Regions from separate parts of the Mus musculus genome. Here all the other regions are linked to region 4. Evidence: chromatin contacts called from public HiCAR-type and promoter capture Hi-C data. All regions are on one chromosome and are shown on one strand. The core of a region is the stretch at or near the end of the contact, and the rest is flanking DNA. Distances in the headings are between cores, read along the strand shown. Region 1 holds the start of Calhm5 (calcium homeostasis modulator family member 5). Region 2 holds the start of Zup1 (zinc finger containing ubiquitin peptidase 1). Region 3 holds the start of Rwdd1 (RWD domain containing 1). Region 4 holds the start of Rnf217 (ring finger protein 217). Region 5 holds the start of A830082N09Rik (RIKEN cDNA A830082N09 gene). Region 6 holds the start of 9330159F19Rik (RIKEN cDNA 9330159F19 gene). Region 7 holds the start of Tspyl1 (testis-specific protein, Y-encoded-like 1).

Region 1 (2,707 bases), core at 54-2,553, 2.5 Mb after region 4:
ATTCTGAGCTTCTAAAGTAGCATGAGAATTGACTTAGTCATACAGCACAGAGAGCAAAAGCCATAAACTGCCCCAGGGAATGTGGTCACACTTTACCAAAGACCATTTAAAGACTGATCAGTCCCATCTTATTCGGGGAACTCTCAATCTTGACAGCACTCATGCATAGAAATACCAGTTACCACTGTGGTTACTCAAGGAAATCTCTATGCTAATTATACCCCAAGAGACTTTGAAAAGTGGTCACTGATTTGGCTCAGCTCTATTTCAGTGGATGAATAAGATGTGTCTGTGTTTTCTGAGACATCGGCTTGAAAATAAATAATTGATAGGAGACAGTAGTGCTTAATTACAGCTCAGGTTTAGCACTCAGTGGATGACATTGTGTTCTGCATTATTTAGAGTCAACCCAGAGAGAGAGAGAGAGTTTTGAGCACTTAAGTATTTACATATGCATAACCCAGAGGATATTTTCTCTTTGGAAATGGAGACTACACAATCCAATCAGCAATTTTACTGAGCCATCTTGTCCCTAAAAAGCTTTTCCTGAGATTCTCTTAATGCTACATCATGTTCCAATTTCCACTTAGTGTCAAAAGTATCCTGGCAAGACTCAGACTCTGACGGATGAAAGGAAGCCAGAGAAGTTCCCACTAGGAGCAAAAGGCATGTTTGTCCTTACCTGAGACTGGGCCTGCAGGGATAGCCTCACTTCTTCACTCTCCATAGCGGCCATGCTACTTTTACCACAGGAGACTTTGTGCAGTTCTTCCCAGCACTCTTTGGGCTTGCCCTTGCAAATCATCTCCAGGAGCCTTGTGCTTCTTGTCCCGCTCATAGCACATTCATAAAACGTCCCATTAAGCAAAGCCACAGAGAGCCACATCACCGGAGCCACCAGTGAACTCAGTATGATATGGCCCAGGACGTAGAAGAAGCGGCAGCAGCGTCTCCTGGGAAATATTTTTTTTGGGTTCATACAGCAGCCAGTGAAGAGTCTCCATGCCTTGTTATTCAGAAAGAAGCCAAGGATCAGTAACACCCAGGCAGGGGCGAAGAGAAAAACCAGCCCATAGGCAGTATTCTCAACGCTGCAGGGGCACTTAAATGCCACCAGCGAGAAGAGACGTTCGCTACCCACGGTGAGCAAAGCCATGAAGCTGTAGCCAATAGCAGTTTTTTGGTTAAGAAAGAATTTTAAGATGCTCTGAAAGGCATCCATGTTGGAGACACACACACACACACACACACACACGCGAAGAGGGAAAGACGTTTGCCTTGGTTTTAGCACAGCAACTGTGGCTGAGGCTGAGGGTGGAGCTCTTTCAAAACAGCAATCCTGCTCAGTCTGCATCGAGCCAGATAAGGAAACAATGTCATTCCCCAGGAATGCTTTATTTCCCAACAACGTTCAGATAATGCCTCCTACTGGTGGTTGCTGACACTTGAGGGTAGCCAAAGAAGCTGAAAAGTAAACGCAAGTTCCTTTTAATAGTCTTTGCACGTGCTTTTGATTCCAAATCGAAAATGCTCATACAAATTATAAGTATAGAAATTGTCCAGTGGGGGGCTCAGTGCTTCTAGAAATGTGTTTCAGCCACTGACTGGTAGCCAAAGCCAGTCTCCAGACCCAGTGTTTCATGATCGGTTTCTTCTCTTGCTCTGTGCCCTAAGATTTAGTAGACAGGAGTTCTGACTTCCTAAAAGGGTTTTCTTCATTAGAGACCTGAAACATATGGGGTGGGGTTTTTAGAATTTGTGTGAGAAGTCTAATAACTACAGGGGCTTTAGAGAAAAGGAGGCATCCTCGTTTCTCTTCATGTAACGTCTTGATTCACATCATGATAGGTTTTGTTTTTCTTTTTCTTTTTGGTGGGAGGGGAAGTCACAAAGAAAATCTTTCTAAAACAGATGCCAAACCTGAGTTAGGATATCTTCGGGGCTCCAAACCACCCACCACTTGGTCATATGGACCATCGCTGAACCTCGGCATGGTGTTTCATACCAGAACATGTTTCACTCTGTTCACTTAGCAAATGCTAGCTGACTCCAGGTTGTTTTCTAGGACTGAACATAGTGTCACGTGTAGATTAGAAACTCACTCAGAAGTTTGATTTGCAGGTAGCTACTGAATTTGCAACGTAGTAGGATTGTTCAAGATAGGCAGTCCTCCTGTCTATTCAATCAACCAATGAGCACATGAATGAACATTTTTGTACTTCACATTATAAATGATTTAAGAAAATTGCTTCCATTTCTCTCCTACACTGCTCTTAATTTAAACATTAAGTTAATTCACACCTCTGAATGACGGCAGCACATCCAGTTGTCAGATTTCCATGAATAAGTGTAAGAAGCTTCGCCTAGGTGTTTTGTGAAAGGCCTTGGATTAGGAGTCAAGCAAGTAAAAGGCTACAGTCTTTGCTGTTATATTCGTGCTTCTCTAAAGAGCAGATTATACATTTGTGAGAGTTATGGCTTAGAAGAAATAGAGGGGCCAGCAAGATGGCTGTATGGGTAAAGGTGTTTTTCTCTAAGCCTGACTACCTGACCACTAGCCTCAAACCCACACAGTACAAGGGGAGACCCAGCTTCTAGTTGTTCTCTGACCTTATGCCATCCACACAGGCATAGACAAGCTAGCAAGCAAACAAATGTGAAATAATGTTTCAAAACGAAGTGAGTCCTAAACTGCTTAAGCACAGCT
Region 2 (2,750 bases), core at 128-2,627, 2.3 Mb after region 4:
TACAGAGAAATATGTTTTAAAATACAAGCTATATATGACACAAACAAACTTTATGTTTAGTATTGTATTTCTACATATTCTAGATAAAGGATATTGTGCCTGAATGTCAAGATATCAGAGGTAATAATAAGAAAATTTATGAGTAAAACATTTCAACAAGGCATTGGTGATACACCCTTTTAATCTCAGCACTCCTGAGGCAGAGAGCAGGTGGATCTGTTAGTTGGAGGCCAGCCATAGCTGAGTTCCAAACCATTCAGGGCTGCATAGTGAGACTCCATCTCAAAAAACAATAATACAAGGCATTTCGTCCAACAGGTAGAAAAAAAAGTATATTTAATAAGTTGTCCATGTAAAATAAAGTAAAACAGAAGGCTAATGTTGATCAACATATTTACTTGCATGTAGTAGAATGAGGAGGGTAAATCCACCTTAGTTCACTTCAGAGCTTTATATGTGTCAAACTTAATACCACTGCTGTGGTTTTACATACATGGAAACCCTGGACCAGACAGGTCACTACAGTCAGATAACGATGGAAGGTAAACACCGCAGAGCCCAAAGGTAAAAGCTGTGAGCATTGTAGGAAAACAGCACTTACCGCCAAGATCTAGGAAACTGGGGTATAGACGCTGGTTTCATTAGGTTAGCTAACAGCTCAACCCTCGGAAGTTCATTTTCAAACGAGTTATGAGATTGATGGGCTAATGGGAGATGGACTACTTGTAGGGAGGTGCTAAAACAAAACAAAACCTTTTAACGCAATCACAAACCCAGACCTTCCCCTAGACTATCACCTGGCTGTCACGTATTTTAGTAATAGGAAGGAAAAACGAGGGCAACTATTCCCTTCATCTAATTTCAGCTTTACAAAATCTTTCTACATTTTCCTTTTTCTCGTTTCTCTTCAGACAGTAATAAGTTTCTGTTTCTAGAAGGAAGTTCTATCGATACCTAGTTTCGTTTCTTCCAAGGACTGGGGCACTGCAGATAAAGGACACACTACAAGTAAGGGGGGACCTTCGAAGGGCTAGCCTGGGTACGGGATGGCGAAGGTGGTAAGGCCCGAATCTGTCAAAGTTCTGAGCCAACGTCGCACCGGTGGGGCGCAGGGAACCGGACCTGCGGCCACCCGGAGCCGGCCTGCAGACCCGGACCCACGGCTAGACCGCCGCTCCTCCCCACCGCAGGAGCCAGCCACCGCCCGAAAGCGCGCCCCACACAGCCCGCCCGATCGCCAAGGACAGACCTCCCGAGACTGCCGCGCCGCGACCCAAAAGAGAGCCCAGGCCTCCAAGAGTCCTCCGCAGTCACAACAGACCTTCCTCACTGGCCAGAGAGGGTAGAGATCCCAGCATGCCCCGCTGCAGATCCGTCTGAGTTGCGGTGCATTGTGGGACTTGTGAGGGATTTTTGCAACTTTCGCTTGCACATCAGAGCATCACTGCCCCTCCCACCTTCCAGTTGCAGTTTCCACTCCAGATATGCTAAAACCGTAACTAGATTCTGAGTACATTTAAATGTCTGATTCTGCGGCAAACACCTGTTCCTGTTTACACAGTATCTGAGCTCTAAATTATGTTCTGCGGGTTAATTAAGACAAGTTCCTTTGTCAATATTACAAAGTTGCTTATCCAGTGTTAACAGTCTGTTTCTCCCTCTGGGGGATTGATCTACGAGGCAACTACGGACGTGTTTAAATATGAGGATGACATAATCTGACAAGTATAATATTTTTAAATTATTGGGTATCGTTGAACGTGATGCATGGAGGAAATACTATTTCCTTTAGTAGAATTCCTTCTTTTAGTAAAAAAAAAAAAAAATTCGAAGTCATTGTAAGAGTGAAAGTACTCTTACAGAACATTTTCAAGCTAAAAATGAGCACATTAGCAGTTAACCATTAGCTGCGAGGCCAACAACAATGAAATCATTTCTCCAGAGGTATAAAAACGTTCAGAAAACAGAACTTTGTGGAATGTCTAAACAAGGGGCAACTAAAACTCTGCTTCCAGATTTCCTCCTTCATCAGCTTCCCACTTGACTCGTCTTTTCCTCCAAGACAGTATTAGTTAACGAAAAAAGATGAACTGGCCATCTTCTGTAACCAGGTTGTTATGCCCAGTTTGCGGGAACCCCAGGAGACTGCCAGAAATTGGAAGACCAAATGTAATATACAAAGAGTTTTTATTAACCGGGACCCGGTTCGCTATCTTTCCCAATGCACAGTGACCCCTAAATCTAGGGGTTTAAGGTATATATAGGAGGATGCATAAACTGGGGCTCTCAACCCCTGGTGTTACATGATTGGGAAGAGGAAAAGAGAACCGATAGTATTTGTTCAGACAGGGAGGAGGAATTGCGCAGCTGGAACAAGACCTTTTTGACCTGGGAAGACATAACTTATCAAAGACCAGCGTGTTTTTATAACGCAGTCACAGCTGCCTGAGAATGAGTGGACTTTATCACTTCGAGAATACTAACTCCTGTCTCCTTCAAAGGTCGGAGCCATCTGTGCTTGGGAGAGTGCTTTTATGAAGGAAGGATCACAATATTCCGGCGCCAGATTGGGCTCTCTTTTGTCTGCCCTCTTCATAAGGCCTGAAGCATCTATGTTAGGGGAAAGGGGTACTAACTGCTCTGGCTGCATGCAGGGACAGGAGAGTGCAGTATTTGACGCGCAGAGATTGGGGCAGGTTTCCTGTGTTTCTTCACAGGCAAAGCTTCCAGTGGAGGACAGGAACACCAAT
Region 3 (2,700 bases), core at 30-2,529, 2.4 Mb after region 4:
CAACCCCCTCTTCACTCATCCCTTAACATCCGCAACACAGCTGTATTGCTGGTGCGAGAGAACATGAACTCGACTGGAGCTACACAGGAGTAGCTGAGAGACATCTGCCTGTTGGCAAAGCAGAACAAAATTTGCTTCCATTGCAAAAAGTTGGTCAAAAAGTGAAGCCAAGAAAGAAAACTAAGCTAAGCAATGAAAGGGATGGTTTAGGATTTAAAGTAATATGCCTTGGGTTCTTAATTCAGACACTAAGTAATACTTGACAACACTTGGAGGAAGGGTTGTGGAATGTAAATCCCATCAATCCCCAGCCTACGTTCATACTGACTTTACCTTGAGTGCTTCCCTAATTTGAGAAGACCCATAGATAGGTTTTCCATGGAAACAGACTCACAAGGAAAGATTCTACTAATGAATTTCCTGACGGATGCTTTCCCTTAGACCCAATCAGCTCTTCCTACATCTAAGCTGAGGCTGAATCCTTAACCGAAGTCTTCAGGATGTAAGAACTAAGGACCTCTGGCTGGAGGAGGGAGAGCACAAGCCACTTGCCTTCCCTGGGCCTCCAGAACCTCGACGACGTCTAAGATACCTAAGAACCACAGCGACCACATCGTTCATCAGGCATTCTGCAGAATGCCTGATCACTCTTATAGAGAGAATAAGACATCCCCGAGTGTGCTGCTCTCAAAAGCCAGCATCCCAATCTTCTCAGCAGGGAAAACAGCTGCTACTTCACCAGAGCTTAAAATAGGAGGTAAAGGGGGGACATTAAGCGGCTCTGGAGAAACTCATCGCACTGCTAGTTCCCCCCACCCCCCGCGTGCTTCAGTGAATCTCGGATGACGGAGGTTACGCGAAACCAAAGCGGTCAGGACCAATTCCAGGGCCTCCGCAGAGCCACCCGGACCTTCGGATTTCAGGACAGTGGGGAAGGAAGCAGGCGAGTGCTGGAAACTGTCTGGAGAGCGGCAGGAAGGGCCGCGGGGCCCCGGCCTCCGCCCCGGAGCAGGAGGCCGCCAAAGTCACCTGTGAAGGAGTCGGGGTAGATGGACTCCAGAGCCTCCAACTCGTTGCGTTGTTCCTCGCCGTAATCTGTCATCGTGGCCCGCGTTGTTGCCCGTGCATCGGCGCGACTCCCTGGCGGCGGGCTGCAGCGGACACCGCGGCCGCCGGCTGCCGGGCGGGCGCACGCGCAGAGTCGGAGTGGAAAGGCCTGGAGCCACGCCTGGCACGGATTGCTGAGAAACAGCCCCGGCTCCGCGGGCCGCCCGATCCCCGCGTCGGAGTTCGACTCATCGCGCCTGGAATGCCGGCCGCCGATTCGCTGCCTGTCTGCGACGGCTCGGGATTGGCTGGGGGGTGACCGCAGCCCGCCCGGCGTTCGGGAAGGACAGCTACTGCCCGCTGCTGGGCTTTGCTGGCTTCTGATGGAGACGCCTGGCAGAGAGGCATCGCCATTCTGCGCTCGATGTGTCTGGTCTGAGTCTCGCGCAGGGCGTGGTAGTGGCGCCGAGGGCGGGGCGCGGAGGTCCAAGGGCTTCCGCTTTTCCGCGTTCCTAAACCACGTTTGTCGCCCAGAGCAGCCTGTGGGCGACAGCCAGCCCGGCTTCTTGGAACTTTCAATGGCCTGATCTGTGCAGACTCCTGGAAGCCGAGCTGGGACTTGGGGTCGGGGTTCGTCCAGAGGTCTGTCCCAGGAGGAACCCGGGAGGAAGGCTGAAAGTCGAACCAGAGGTTCTTGCACCTCACTTTAAAGTTGTGAAATAAGTGAGGCGGAAAAATTGACCTAAAGACTTGTTCAGTTGTTATTTCAGCGAACAGATAAAGGGGCGGATCTTAGTGACAGATTTGACTTTGCCAAAACTACAATAAGATACCGGAAAATAATACCTTTGATTTAGCTCTACTTCTGCTGATAGATTTGACAGCTTCAAGTCTATCACTACAACCAAAATGTCAAATGCCGTAACGGCAAAACTAAGAAAACAGATAAATATGTCTTCTTTTTTAATGAACACTAAATAGTTACTTGGTTTATATTTGTTTATAATAAAGGAACACGTACTAGCCTAAACAAAATGTGGGGAAATGTACCTCGGGAAGAATACCCCAAACATACTAAAAATGTTTCCCCAAATTTCTCTACCTTCCTTGTGTATTAAAGCTGGCTTTACTTGTATTATGCAGGTTCCATAGATGGGCTTTTTTGGCTTTGGCTTTGTGGTGATTGTTGCTGTTGCTTGCTTGTATCTTGCTTACTAGCCAGGATTGCCAGAACTCGTGTTACCCCTACCCTGGCCTCAGTGGTGCTGAGATTGTAGGTGTGAGCCACAGTGCTCCAGTTACACAGAAAGAGTTTTTTGTTTTGTGTTTAATTAGCAAGTATTCCTTACTTACAGTAAAGGAAATGCATTATGTCAAAAGTATTATGGTTTCTTGTTTTAAATAGATTAAGGGTTGCTTTTTGCCTTCTTTTAAACTTTAAAGGGGAGAAAAGGAAACTTCTGAGATGAGGTAGCATTTCAGATATAAGCTGCATATTTGTTTATTCAAAGGAATTCCGATGATTAGTTACCAGAATAGACTTCTAGGAACAGCTGCTTTAAAGTTCTGAAGGAGACAGATCACTTGGCAGGTTGGAAGACAGTGTGGAGCATTCGCCATGATCTAGTTGAGGGGCTGAGGCATAGATTATGA
Region 4 (2,700 bases), core at 97-2,596:
GTTACCTGAGAGCTCAGGTAGATTTTGAGGCACTCCTCGCACACCGCCTTCTTGCAGCAGGGCAGGGGCTTGATGGGTTTGTCTTCCAGGCACACCCGGCACATCAGCACCATGAGGGGCGCATAGGGGTCCCCTACTCCCCCCAGGCCAGAGTAGGGTGGAGCCCCTAATAGGCCAGGCACGGAGAAGGGCTCCGGAGCCAGGTAGAACTCCAGCTCGATGCTGCCGCCGTCGGGGGAAAGGGGGTCAGCCGGGAGCGACAGCGGGGAGCTGGGGAAGGAGGGCGGCGGGCTGGCGGGAATCGGCCCCAGCGGTGCTTGAGGTGGGGACTCCGACGGCGACGGGGACTCGGCGGAGGGGGCCTCGGGCAAGTCGCTCTCCACGCAGTACACGGAGCAGAGGACTTGCGGCTTGGCGGGGGGCGGGTGTCGCTGGGCCAGCACGTCCAGGAGCAGCCCGTCGGGGGGCTGCTGGCCGGGGGGCGCCTCCCGTGGCCCCGCTCCCTCCGCCTCGCGCTCCAGCTGCAGTTCCAGACTCTGGGGGTCCAGGGGCCCGCTGAGTGGCAGTCGCGCGGGCTGCCCTGCCGGGGCCCGGTTGCTCGCAGGCTCCTGGACACTCGCGTCCACGCAGCCCGGGTCTCTGCCGCCGCCGCCGCCGTTCGGCCGTGAAGAGGAGGCTGCAGCGCGCGGCCCGGCTGTCCGGACGCGGTCCCCTCGCGGCCTGGGGGACTCGGGCTGGCCCGCCGAGCCTCCGCCAGAGGCCCGCGCCCCGCCGCTGCCGCTCACCGTGCTCTGCTCCTCGCCCATCGCCGCCCGCGGCCTGCGCCGCCGCCGCCCATCCAGCCGCCCGGACCCCCAGCCGGCGCCGGGCAGCGCGGGCAAGCGGCTCCGCTCCACTCGCGGCGGCCCTTCTGCTTCCGGATCCCTCCTCCGGGGCCGGGACGCCCCAAGCGCCCTCCGGGGAGCCCGGGCTCCCGGGCCGCAGCGTGCGGGCAGCCGGCTCCTCCTCCTCCACCTCGTAGTCGTCGTCTTCCTCCTCGTCCGGCGCGGCCGGGCACCGCCTCGAGGACTCCGAGGGCCTCAGGCTGAGGGGGCCCGGCCCGCATGCACGTCGCGGCGCTGCCGCGGACCCGCGAGTCCCGGGTGGGGCGGAAGAGTTCCCGGGAGGCGGGAGGAGACGGTCAGCCCCGCGCCATCCCTGCCTCCGCGGCGGGGCGCGCAGCCGGCGATCCCGAGGGTCGCCGGGCCTGTGGCGTCACCGAGAGGTGGCCGAGTCCGCAAGCAGTGGCTGGTGTCCCTGGAGGAGAAGCGGGAGACCTCCCTCTCCTCGTGCAGCACCTAGGGCCCTGCTCCCTCCCCTCACCCCACCCCTTTGGCACACACCTCCCCACACGTACACACATACGCGCGCGGGCGCCCACGCACACAGTCGCACGCACACAGGAGTGAGGGTGATCTAAGCTGAGCTGTGCTCTCACCCCTAAGAATTCCCACTCGGCCCCAGCCAAATGCTTAAGCGCTTGCAGGCGCCCCTTAGTGCTCTGCTTTAAGTAGAACTTCCGACAAAAACTGCTGGACCCTGGGCTCTGGACGGAGAACACACTGGGATGTCACGCTCGAGAAGTAGAGGCGATGGTGTGCATTCTACCTGGTGCGATAGGAAGGATCTTCGAAAACCATAAATAACCCAAAAGCACTTGTCGTCTGCTCCTCCAACTATAATATTTACAAGCACTAAGGAATAACTAATCTGACATTTACTGCTTTTCCTCTGCTCAGTGTTCTCTCGCGAATTATTTTTGTGGGCTCTTGGGGTTTTGTTTGTTTGTTTGTTTGGTTTTTGTTTTGTTTCTGAACCCCTTTAAGTGGGTAGCCTGGCCTGATTAATCAGCTGGATCATCATTAGGAATCAGGGAAACTTATTAACATAACCATATTCATACCCAAAACTGTTTCCAAGGCAACAATTATATCTCAGCCAGAACTTAATTATGTGTTGATCTATCTTTATTTTACAGGAAGTATTAGTCACCCAAACACTGGTGTGATTTAGTTTTCTAAAGCCAATGAAAACATTTTTGGGAAGCCAACCATTTTTATTTTTTTAAAATAGGGAGGGAATTCAATTTACACATTCATGTCAAAGGAAAAATCTGTTAAATGTGTAGATTATTTTTTAACCTTGAAGTTGTTATTGATTTGTTCTAAAATATTTTCCAAGGCAAATGCAAAGGCTACAAGGGAACTAAGAATTCAGTATTGACCAAGCAGAGACCCAAAGGTCATGGGTTTCAATCAGGTGCGGTTGAAGCTCAGGTACACCAGAGCATGGTGACTTGCCGCCAGATGCCCTGGCACTCAGTAGTCTGACCCAAGAATGAAGAATAACTATTTTTTGATGATTAAATGGTACTCAGGCAGCCTGGAGAGATAGCTCACTCACTCAATCCTCAGTATCCACCTCAGAAACACAACCCGCTGGAAAGCCCAGACAGGTAAGTGGACGGATGTTGCTGGGACTCCAGAAGACTCCATCTCCCTGTTCAAGGATTGCCCTTTCTTTCCTTACCAGGACTTCTTCCTGCTACATGCTGCTAGCATTTCTGAGCAACATGTCATCTTCCTCTAGGTAAATCCTCTCGTGCCTGACTCCTGGGCCTGGCACCTCTAGCATGAGGTCTGGGACTCACAGGTCCCCAAC
Region 5 (2,746 bases), core at 210-2,709, 2.4 Mb after region 4:
TCCATCTTGTGCAAGGAAACAACATCAAGAACAGTAACACAAAGAAGTACCCAGTAACACCCATCTCCCCAGTTATGCCTAACTTCTCCTAACTTGCTACCTTTGTAAGGCCACGCTTTTCCATTAGCATTTGTCAGTCTGTCTCTCTTATTCCCTCAACCTCTTTTCCTACCTACTGCATCCTACCTTCTTCTGTGGTTCTGTATTCCTGAACTATTTACCCAGATCACACACTTATGGGAAACAACACAATGTAACGTTATGATTCAGGACCATCGACAGTGCCACTGAGTTGGCCTGTCTGGGGACCAACTGAAAATTTGATATATTATTAACCACATTTGTTGTGGTAGCTAAGAATAGCTAAGGTTCTAGTCACAACAGTAAAACTGTAGGCTGAGCTGCACTATTTCTCTTCATGGGAGAAGGGAAAAACATTTAACACTGCCACAAAGCACAAAGCAGCTGCCCAGTGTTACCGGCTTACTAAATGGAAGTTTTAAGTGATTGTCCCCAGCAAGCAACGGGAACACAAATCTGTGTGGTTTAAACTGCACATCTACAATGCTGATGCCATTATCTAGGTTGGGTCAAGGATAAGAATTGGGTGGCAATTTAGTTATTCTCCCTGGAGAATGCAAAATTAGTTCTAGATATAAAATGAAAATCAGCATAGGTCATTTTCTTTGATGATGTAAATAAAAAATCCTTTTGAATGTGCCTTAACAATTAAAACAATCCCTTTAGTCAACCTTTGATACAAGTAAACTGACAAACAGGTCACGTGAACTTTCACCTCAACAGCAGCAGCCTGACACTGGCTAAAGCCATTGCCTGTGGACACACTGCATGGCAAGCTAATGCCACCTGCCTGTGTACACACTGCATGTGCCACAGCTTCTGAAAGCTTCACCTACAGCTGATGGTTCCTTCAATGTAAACAGGTGATCACCCTGACACATACTCCTGCCTTGTCTTCCGACCTGACACAAAACACTTCAAGTGATGTCATATAGCTCACCTCCCTACATTCAAAGCCTGTGGCACCAACAATGGGTAACATGCACATGTTAACAACCCACAGGCATCTTTCTTCTAGAAACTAAAAGCTCATCTTTGCTGCTTACAAATATTCTAAACACATAGTCTGTGAAGAGTAATGAACTCATTTTCTCTTTCCAATGAGGTGACAGTGTCCTTTCCTTTTAGTCTGACCTCAACTGAACAATATTCAATTAACTCTTTGCATGTTTCTCAGCACTTTCTCAAGTTGCCCTAAAGAATCTTTGCTGGCAAAAAGAGCATGAAGGGATGAGAGGATGAGGTCTTATTCAAGAATGTGGGTATAAAGACTGGTTTGAACTCTCCTGAGAATTCTCATTCTTCCCATAATTTACACAAGTGTTTCCCTTTTTATCCTACTAATATTTTTATATGTCTTGGCACAAGTAGCAAAAGATCAAGCAAGTTTTCCACAGCCACAGTTCAGGCTGCTGCACAAATGGAGTCATGGGCTCACTCCCAGAATATGAATTCAACTGGGATTTATGTTCTCATGACAAATCTTGAAGTGTCAAGAGAACTAGTCAGGTTGCCTTTTTATCATTGCTTTCCCTACATTCTACAAAGACTAAGGTAGAAACCCACTTCAGTACCAAAGCACCTAAAAATCTTGTAAGTCACATGAAGAAAGAGGGACAAGTTGGCACTTGGGTCAAAGACCTGACCTTGGCACATTGTTCCTCGATGCTTCGTTACCCCAACTGAACAGCTTCGTCCAGGTTCTTACACAGCTACTGACCAGCTTCTCGCCATCGCTTTTATGGAGGAGAAAAGCTCATATAACACAAGCTTTTGGCTCTGCATAGAAACCCTGAAAGTTCTTGCCACCACCTGGCATCAAGATCAACTAAAACAATCTTCAAAAAGTATTAAATTCCAGAATGACAATTTTCCTTTTGTTTTTGCTTTTCTGTTTGTTTGGTTTTGGTTTTTCTCAAGACAGGGTTTTTCTGTGTAGCCCTAGCTGCCCCGGAACTCGCTCTGTAGACCAGGCTGGCTTCAAACTGAGATACTGCTGCCTCTGACTCCCGAGTGGGGAGGTTAAATTTGAGCGCCACCAACTCCCGGCATGATAGTTTTATTTTAAATAGTTTGAGTTTAATCATAAGTCTCGTTCCAAAGTAAGACTGTATTTGTGGGTATGTGACAGACATTTTTGACTGAAGGTAGGTACTTGGAACAGTACAAGTGATATAAACCAGAGGCAAGTCAACCTTCTAAACTGTAGACTGGGTAGCTAGCAGGAAGCCTGGCTCACCTACCTGATACCCACAACCAACCATCTTAATGTACTATGAAGAGGGCATTCCATATGCGAATATCTAGATATATTTCTCTTCCAATAATAAACAGTCCCAAGAGAGTCTTTGAACTGGTTAAATGGCCAGAAAAACACTAACCCAGGTAAGACAAACCAACAGGCCAGGGACTCAGGCAGAAATACATGTTAGAACAGTTCTAGAACTGCTGTAATGAGACTGAGCTGTTTTAAAATCAGGTTGGGATCTACTGCTCCTGGCTCTAACCCACAAAAGGCCCAGGAATGCATACCTCAAAACCATCAAATTTGGATTCAAATACTGCCACCACTATAATAAAGTCTATTTTATTCCTCCAAACATAATAGTTGAACTTCTAATTTGGTTAAAACTCAAAATTATTGTGCCAGGCACTAGGAGTCCAG
Region 6 (2,743 bases), core at 225-2,724, 2.4 Mb before region 4:
GAGGGACCAACTGTAACTCTCTGTCACTCCATGTATCTGTTTGCCTTACAGTCTTATGAAGTAAATTCATCTAATTGGTTAAGGAAGAAACAGAGGCCACAGGATTACACAGTTAAATGGGGGCAGAAGTATTGAGCCCTCGGTCCCTATAACAATATTCCAGGGTCCCCAAACTGGTTCCAAGTCCTGCTCCTCCTCTCAGAGGTCTTTCTGTGGGCTTTGTCAAGATGTTTTAGCTCTCTAAGCCATGGATATAAGTAAGATCCGGTGAATAAAACTGCAGACAGTTGCTAAGGTGGTAAACTGACACGAAGCTCCACTTGACATCCTTAGCACAGAGCTTTGCTTAAAGCTGCTCCCAGTGAATAACTAGTGTTGCTATTGTAACTATGACGATTGTGGCTGCCCCTGGAAATATGAATCCTAGCTCTCTAAACATAGGGAAGCATTTCTTTCGGTTATTCTGCCTGTATAACGTCCTTCTATGGAAGTAAAGAAGCTGGAGTTGGTGGCTCAAGACCCTAATTCCAGGACATGGAAGACTGAAGCAGGATTGTACTAAATTGAGACCAGTTTGAGAGGCAATATTGAGTTTTAGGCTAGCCTGTTTTGCTAAGCAATGTTATATGCTAATTAATTAGTCAGTTGACTAAATTAGATAAATATATGGTTGCCCTGACCAGTTTACCATTATTAAGCAATTTAGCTCCTTATGGGATGGAGCTTGGAGGTAGGCAAAAAAAAAAAAAAAAAAAAAAACCAACAAAAACCAAAAACATGAAATTATGGCATGCTTCAAATGACACATTGTTATATTGTACAGTCGGAAAACTTTAGCTTGACGATAAGAGCTTATTACTTAAAATTCAGTGTAACTGATTTGCTATATTGGCCCTAAAGACTTTATTGACTAAAGTAAACCACTATTCTCTCTCTCTCTCTCTCTCTCTCTCTCTCTCTCTCTCTCTCTCTCTCTCCCTCTCTCTCTATATATATATATGCCCCATTTCTATTTTGCATAAAGGCAAACATTCAATATGTTTCAACATACATTTTGACTCATGCTTGCTGGTGTGTGTGTGTGTGTGTGTGTGTGTGTGTGTGTGTGTGTGTGTGTGTGTGTATTTCTTTTTTTTTTTCTCACACATTTCCACTTCATCCCTGGCCAGACTAACAAAGACACTGAAACTGCATCTCACTGTAGAGAGAGAGGGAAAGAGAGGGGATGGAGGAAGAGGATGGTTCTTGCTCCTAAAAAAAGAGTCTACTTTCCAAATAAAAGAAATCTAAATTGTCATCATGTGCTGCTAGCAAGCAGATCTCTCCTGGCAAGTTTGAAAATGCTAGGCTCCATTATAAAAGTTAAAAATGTCCTGGACCTGGAGTTGTTTACCCAGAGGATATAACTGCTCTAAAGTTACAGAGCTGTGGTTGGAAGCAGCAGCCTTAAGGCCGCCTCCAAGTCCCTGACGTCATAGTAGCCCAGCTGCTGTTGTGACACTGAGCAGAGTAGCTCTTTGAAGTTCAATTTGCAAAGGCGTTTGTCAGGACCACTGTGGAAGATGAATGGATTTTGTTTTATAAAAGAACCACTGAGACTGTTCTTTAAGACAACTAGCTCTCTGCCCCACCTCTGCCATTGCTAGACTGGCCACACAGAGCCTGACCTGCTGCAGGACGACCCCCAAGTGTAAGAAGGTATGTTTCTTCTTGGCAAACTTGAACGAGCAAACTGGGTAGAGCAGGATACTGCTTCTGAATCTTAGATTAAAGATGAGATTTAAGTAAGTGTGTTTTCAGCATCTCCTGACCTGGCTGTGCTTGTGGCTGGGCCTCCGAACAGTGGGCAGGGTACATAAGGGATTCAACTGCCTTGGAGAAGGGGCTGTTCAACTGCTAAGGGTGGATTTCTAAAGCTTGGACTGACAGCAACATCCTCATCCTGAGACTGTTTCTCATTCATTCTCAGCAGTTCAGAAAAACGTTGCTCAGTGTAAGTTTCTATTAACTATTTATTAGAATGCAGTCTGTGGTGGGATGAAGTTATTTTTAATATCTGTGATATAAAATTTACAACCTGTGAGTTCTCTGTTATTTGAAATTTGTAATTTAAAAAAAAATGTAGTTTTATTCAAAACTACTATTACACTCCAGGAGGAGTATTTTTCATAATGTGAGTTAAAAGACACTGGTGTTTGTTTCCTGCAAACCAAGAGTTGTTTTTAATCAAAGCTTGTATCTTATTGGTTAAGGGAACTAAAACTAATGCGCATGTGGCTTAAATTGAGACTATGAGGAGATCCAAGAATAAAGATGGTGACCCGATGAGAAAACAAGATTGGCTTCTTTGGAATTCTTTGTGCTGCATTTCTTTGACCTTGCTAGAAAACAAGGAGCAGGCAGAAAGAGCAATGAACAGCAGTGAATTTTTTTTTCATTTTAATCTTCTAATAAAACCGAATGGGAGGTCTCTGGATAGATGCATTTGCTGATGAACAGCACATGAGCAATAGGATTCCTTAATTGCTTAAAATGGTTCCAGTGGTGGAAAATAACCTGGAAAGTAAGGGAGGGAATTACTTTGAAGATAGGTGACACAGTACTTTGAGGTATAGGCACAGAAGTTCCTAATCCCACAAAATTCATTGGGAGCAACTTATTGCCAGGCCAAATGATTTCCTCTAAGAATTGTGAAGTTGGAAGTATTTGCTGTCTCTGACATTCCTTCTGCAGTGTGCATCCT
Region 7 (2,946 bases), core at 414-2,913, 2.7 Mb after region 4:
GACAAATGGGGACCTTGTCAGACTAAACAAAACCAAGTGGACACTTCTATATGATAGTTAGTGGAAAATAATAATAAAATGAATCATGTCTAAGATGCATCGTCTAACATTCATAGTTTAGTCTCAGTAAAAGACTGTGGCTCAATTTCATTTACAAGAATCCATTCTGTCATAGGTGTAGCATCATTTTCTAAAGGAGAAGTCGCTCCCTCTAGTGACAGTCGTTGGAAATAACACGCCTAGCAAGAATTTAACCGTGGAAATTCCTTTCTCTGTGTGGAAGAAACAGTGCAAGGGAGAGAGGAGGAGACATTATTTACCAGAACTTCACCAAAATTGGATTACAGTTTCAGAAGACCTGACATAGGCATCTGTGTCACTCTCCATCCGCAGTTACTTTTATGAGATGTGTAATTTTCTAACCACGCCATTCTTATTGGTGCGTTTACCACTGTGATAAATGCCACGTCATATAGTTCTTATAATAACCTAAGTCGGTGACCCCTTTGCTATACTAAAATCGCCACCACTACAGTAAGCTTTATAGTAAAATTGTTAAATTTTCTATTTATGTGTGTAGATGGGTTATATTGTCTATGAACTTTATCGAAAAACGTTAAATGGTGTTTTGGAAATATTTGTTATACAGAAGGTGACATTTTTCTGGTAAATTTGAATTTGAGGACCACGAATAACTACCTTCTTTTTCTCAAAACAGAAAGGAAATGAATGTGTTCTTAAATATTAATCTATTTATGGATGCGGAAAGGAGGTGGGAGAAAATATGTATCAACTTGATATAGACTATGCATTTATGCCTATGTCCTAAAGTGACGTCACATCCCGTTCAGAGAACCCGGGAATCAAATGTCCAGGGCTCAAATCATCGCTCTGTCATTTTCTATGTTATTCTGGTAAGAGACCCAGTCTCTCCTTGTCTCAATAAAATGGATATCTTAATACATCAGAGGATTGTTATGCAAACTATTCGATGCCACGGTGCAAGACACACCAGTAAAAACAATCATTAATGATGACCACAAAATCTTTTCCAAAAAGAATAATTCCCAAAGCAAACCCACAGATCTTTGTTCCCCAGTAACGTCAGAGCTTAGAATAGAACTGAGTTTTTATTATTATTTTGAGCCAACGTGTATGCAGCCCAGGTTAGCCTCCAAGTCAACGATCCTCCTCAGCACCAGAGCACTGAGGCGACAGACAAGGGCCATCACACCAAGCTAGACTTCATTATTTTTTTCAGTTCTGTGGTGGTGGTGGTGGTGGTGGTGGTGGTGGTGGTGGTGGTGGGGAACCGTGGCATTCACCTTGGTTAATACAAACATTTGGCTCCTAGCTTTGTCTAATACCAGGAGGTGTTTTTACCGTTCCACATAAGTGGAAAGGGGATGAACTTGTTTGCAGACACAGACACACACACGGCTGCAGCCCGGATGCGGGCGAAGGGTCCAGAAGCCAGGTCCAGAAGCCCCGCCACTGTCTTCAGTCTCCTAGGATGATTGACATCCCTTTACGGAAACAAACGTGACAACCGCTATCCGCTACATTTACAGAAGCCAAACAAATACGGAAGTCACGAGCTGAAGAACCAATCAGGTGCGCTGCAGGTTCTCGCGAGACTTGCGGGCTGTGGCTCTGGCGTCACTGCGCTGGAGAGAGCGAGGGGCGGAGCTGGGGTTGCGGGGGACCGTGAGGGTTGTTGTTTGTAGGCGGAGGTCTGCGCGACTAGACCCGACATGAGCAGCCCGGAGCGGGACGAGGGGACCCCTGTCCCCGACAGCCGCGGCCACTGCGATGCTGACACTGTCTCGGGGACCCCAGACCGGCGACCGCTGCTCGGCGAGGAGAAGGCGGTGACAGGTGAGGGCCGCGCAGGGATCGTGGGGAGCCCCGCGCCCCGAGATGTCGAGGGCCTTGTCCCCCAGATTCGGGTGGCCGCAGCTAGGCAGGGAGAGTCACCTCCTTCCGTTCGGGGCCCCGCGGCAGCGGTGTTCGTGACACCGAAATATGTGGAGAAGGCCCAAGAAACTCGGGGAGCGGAGTCCCAGGCCCGTGACGTGAAGACGGAACCGGGCACCGTCGCGGCTGCAGCGGAAAAGTCAGAAGTGGCCACGCCAGGGAGCGAGGAGGTGATGGAGGTGGAGCAGAAGCCCGCGGGCGAAGAAATGGAGATGCTGGAGGCGAGTGGAGGAGTGAGGGAGGCGCCGGAGGAGGCAGGGCCCTGGCACCTGGGCATAGATCTTCGCAGGAACCCGCTGGAGGCCATCCAGCTGGAACTGGACACTGTGAATGCTCAGGCCGACAGGGCCTTCCAACATCTGGAGCAGAAGTTTGGGCGAATGCGACGACACTACCTGGAACGGAGGAACTACATCATTCAGAATATCCCAGGCTTCTGGATGACTGCCTTCCGGAACCACCCTCAGTTGTCCGCCATGATTAGGGGTCGGGATGCAGAGATGTTAAGGTACGTAACCAGTCTGGAGGTGAAGGAACTGAGACACCCTAAGACTGGCTGCAAATTCAAGTTCTTTTTTCGAAGAAACCCCTACTTCAGAAACAAGCTGATTGTCAAGGAATATGAAGTGAGATCATCTGGTCGAGTGGTGTCTCTTTCCACTCCAATCATTTGGCGGAGAGGGCATGAGCCCCAGTCCTTCATTCGCAGAAACCAAGATCTCATTTGCAGCTTCTTCACCTGGTTCTCGGACCACAGCCTTCCAGAATCTGACAGAATCGCTGAGATTATCAAAGAGGATCTGTGGCCAAACCCACTGCAATACTACCTGTGTCGTGAAGGAATCCGTAGACCCCGACGTCGCCCAATAAGGGAGCCAGTGGAGATTCCCAGGCCTTTTGGCTTCCAGTCAGGTTAATCTTTGCATTTGAAAATGCGGCCGGAACTGGTCCCTTCTCACCTGTGCTTGA

The links. Promoter capture Hi-C pulls out the DNA fragments that hold promoters and counts their contacts. HiCAR-type assays count read pairs that join an accessible place to other places.
Region 1: a promoter capture Hi-C map of 3T3-L1-derived adipocytes shows a contact between it and region 4, with 6 times the contacts expected there. The contact joins the promoter of Calhm5 here to the promoter of Rnf217 in region 4. A contact is called at or near these places in 2 of 39 promoter capture datasets (3T3-L1-derived adipocytes and hippocampal neurons).
Region 2: a contact with region 4 is called in a promoter capture Hi-C map of hippocampal neurons, with 6 times the contacts expected there. The contact joins the promoter of Zup1 here to the promoter of Rnf217 in region 4. A contact is called at or near these places in 4 of 39 promoter capture datasets (the 3T3-L1 cell line, cranial neural crest, hippocampal neurons and 1 more) and 2 of 115 datasets of contacts at active chromatin or transcription factors (astrocytes and bone marrow-derived dendritic cells).
Region 3: a promoter capture Hi-C map of hippocampal neurons shows a contact between it and region 4, with 5 times the contacts expected there. The contact joins the promoter of Rwdd1 here to the promoter of Rnf217 in region 4. A contact is called at or near these places in 3 of 39 promoter capture datasets (frontonasal cranial neural crest, hippocampal neurons and liver).
Region 5: a promoter capture Hi-C map of hippocampal neurons shows a contact between it and region 4, with 5 times the contacts expected there. The contact joins the promoter of A830082N09Rik here to the promoter of Rnf217 in region 4. A contact is called at or near these places in 2 of 39 promoter capture datasets (cranial neural crest and hippocampal neurons).
Region 6: a HiCAR-type map of astrocytes shows a contact between it and region 4, with 4 times the contacts expected there. The contact joins the promoter of 9330159F19Rik here to the promoter of Rnf217 in region 4. A contact is called at or near these places in 1 of 39 promoter capture datasets (cranial neural crest) and 1 of 115 datasets of contacts at active chromatin or transcription factors (astrocytes).
Region 7: a contact with region 4 is called in a HiCAR-type map of astrocytes, with 5 times the contacts expected there. The contact joins the promoter of Tspyl1 here to the promoter of Rnf217 in region 4. A contact is called at or near these places in 2 of 39 promoter capture datasets (cranial neural crest and hippocampal neurons) and 1 of 115 datasets of contacts at active chromatin or transcription factors (astrocytes).

Annotation. Positions count from the first base shown.
Region 1 is chr10:34,095,216-34,097,922 of GRCm38.p6, forward strand. Calhm5 (calcium homeostasis modulator family member 5) reads right to left here and starts at 1,304. Exons shown (of 2, transcript NM_178908.3): 1 at 683-1,304. The coding sequence starts at 1,222. The region is part of intron 4 of Trappc3l (trafficking protein particle complex 3 like); the gene reads left to right.
Region 2 is chr10:33,949,882-33,952,631 of GRCm38.p6, forward strand. Zup1 (zinc finger containing ubiquitin peptidase 1) reads right to left here and starts at 1,378. Exons shown (of 11, transcript NM_001359455.1): 1 at 1,250-1,378.
Region 3 is chr10:34,018,337-34,021,036 of GRCm38.p6, forward strand. Rwdd1 (RWD domain containing 1) reads right to left here and starts at 1,280. Exons shown (of 7, transcript NM_025614.3): 1 at 1,030-1,280. The coding sequence starts at 1,102.
Region 4 is chr10:31,608,379-31,611,078 of GRCm38.p6, forward strand. It overlaps Rnf217 (ring finger protein 217), which reads right to left and starts at 1,347. Exons shown (of 6, transcript NM_001146349.1): 1 at 6-1,347. The coding sequence starts at 806.
Region 5 is chr10:33,993,596-33,996,341 of GRCm38.p6, forward strand. A830082N09Rik (RIKEN cDNA A830082N09 gene) reads right to left here and starts at 1,460. Exons shown (of 1, transcript NR_015526.2): 1 at 1-1,460.
Region 6 is chr10:29,210,169-29,212,911 of GRCm38.p6, forward strand. 9330159F19Rik (RIKEN cDNA 9330159F19 gene) reads left to right here and starts at 1,475. Exons shown (of 6, transcript NM_001162537.2): 1 at 1,475-1,698.
Region 7 is chr10:34,280,527-34,283,472 of GRCm38.p6, forward strand. Tspyl1 (testis-specific protein, Y-encoded-like 1) reads left to right here and starts at 1,664. Exons shown (of 1, transcript NM_009433.3): 1 at 1,664-2,946. The coding sequence starts at 1,755. The coding sequence ends at 2,894. The region is part of intron 1 of Gm26564 (a long non-coding RNA gene); the gene reads right to left.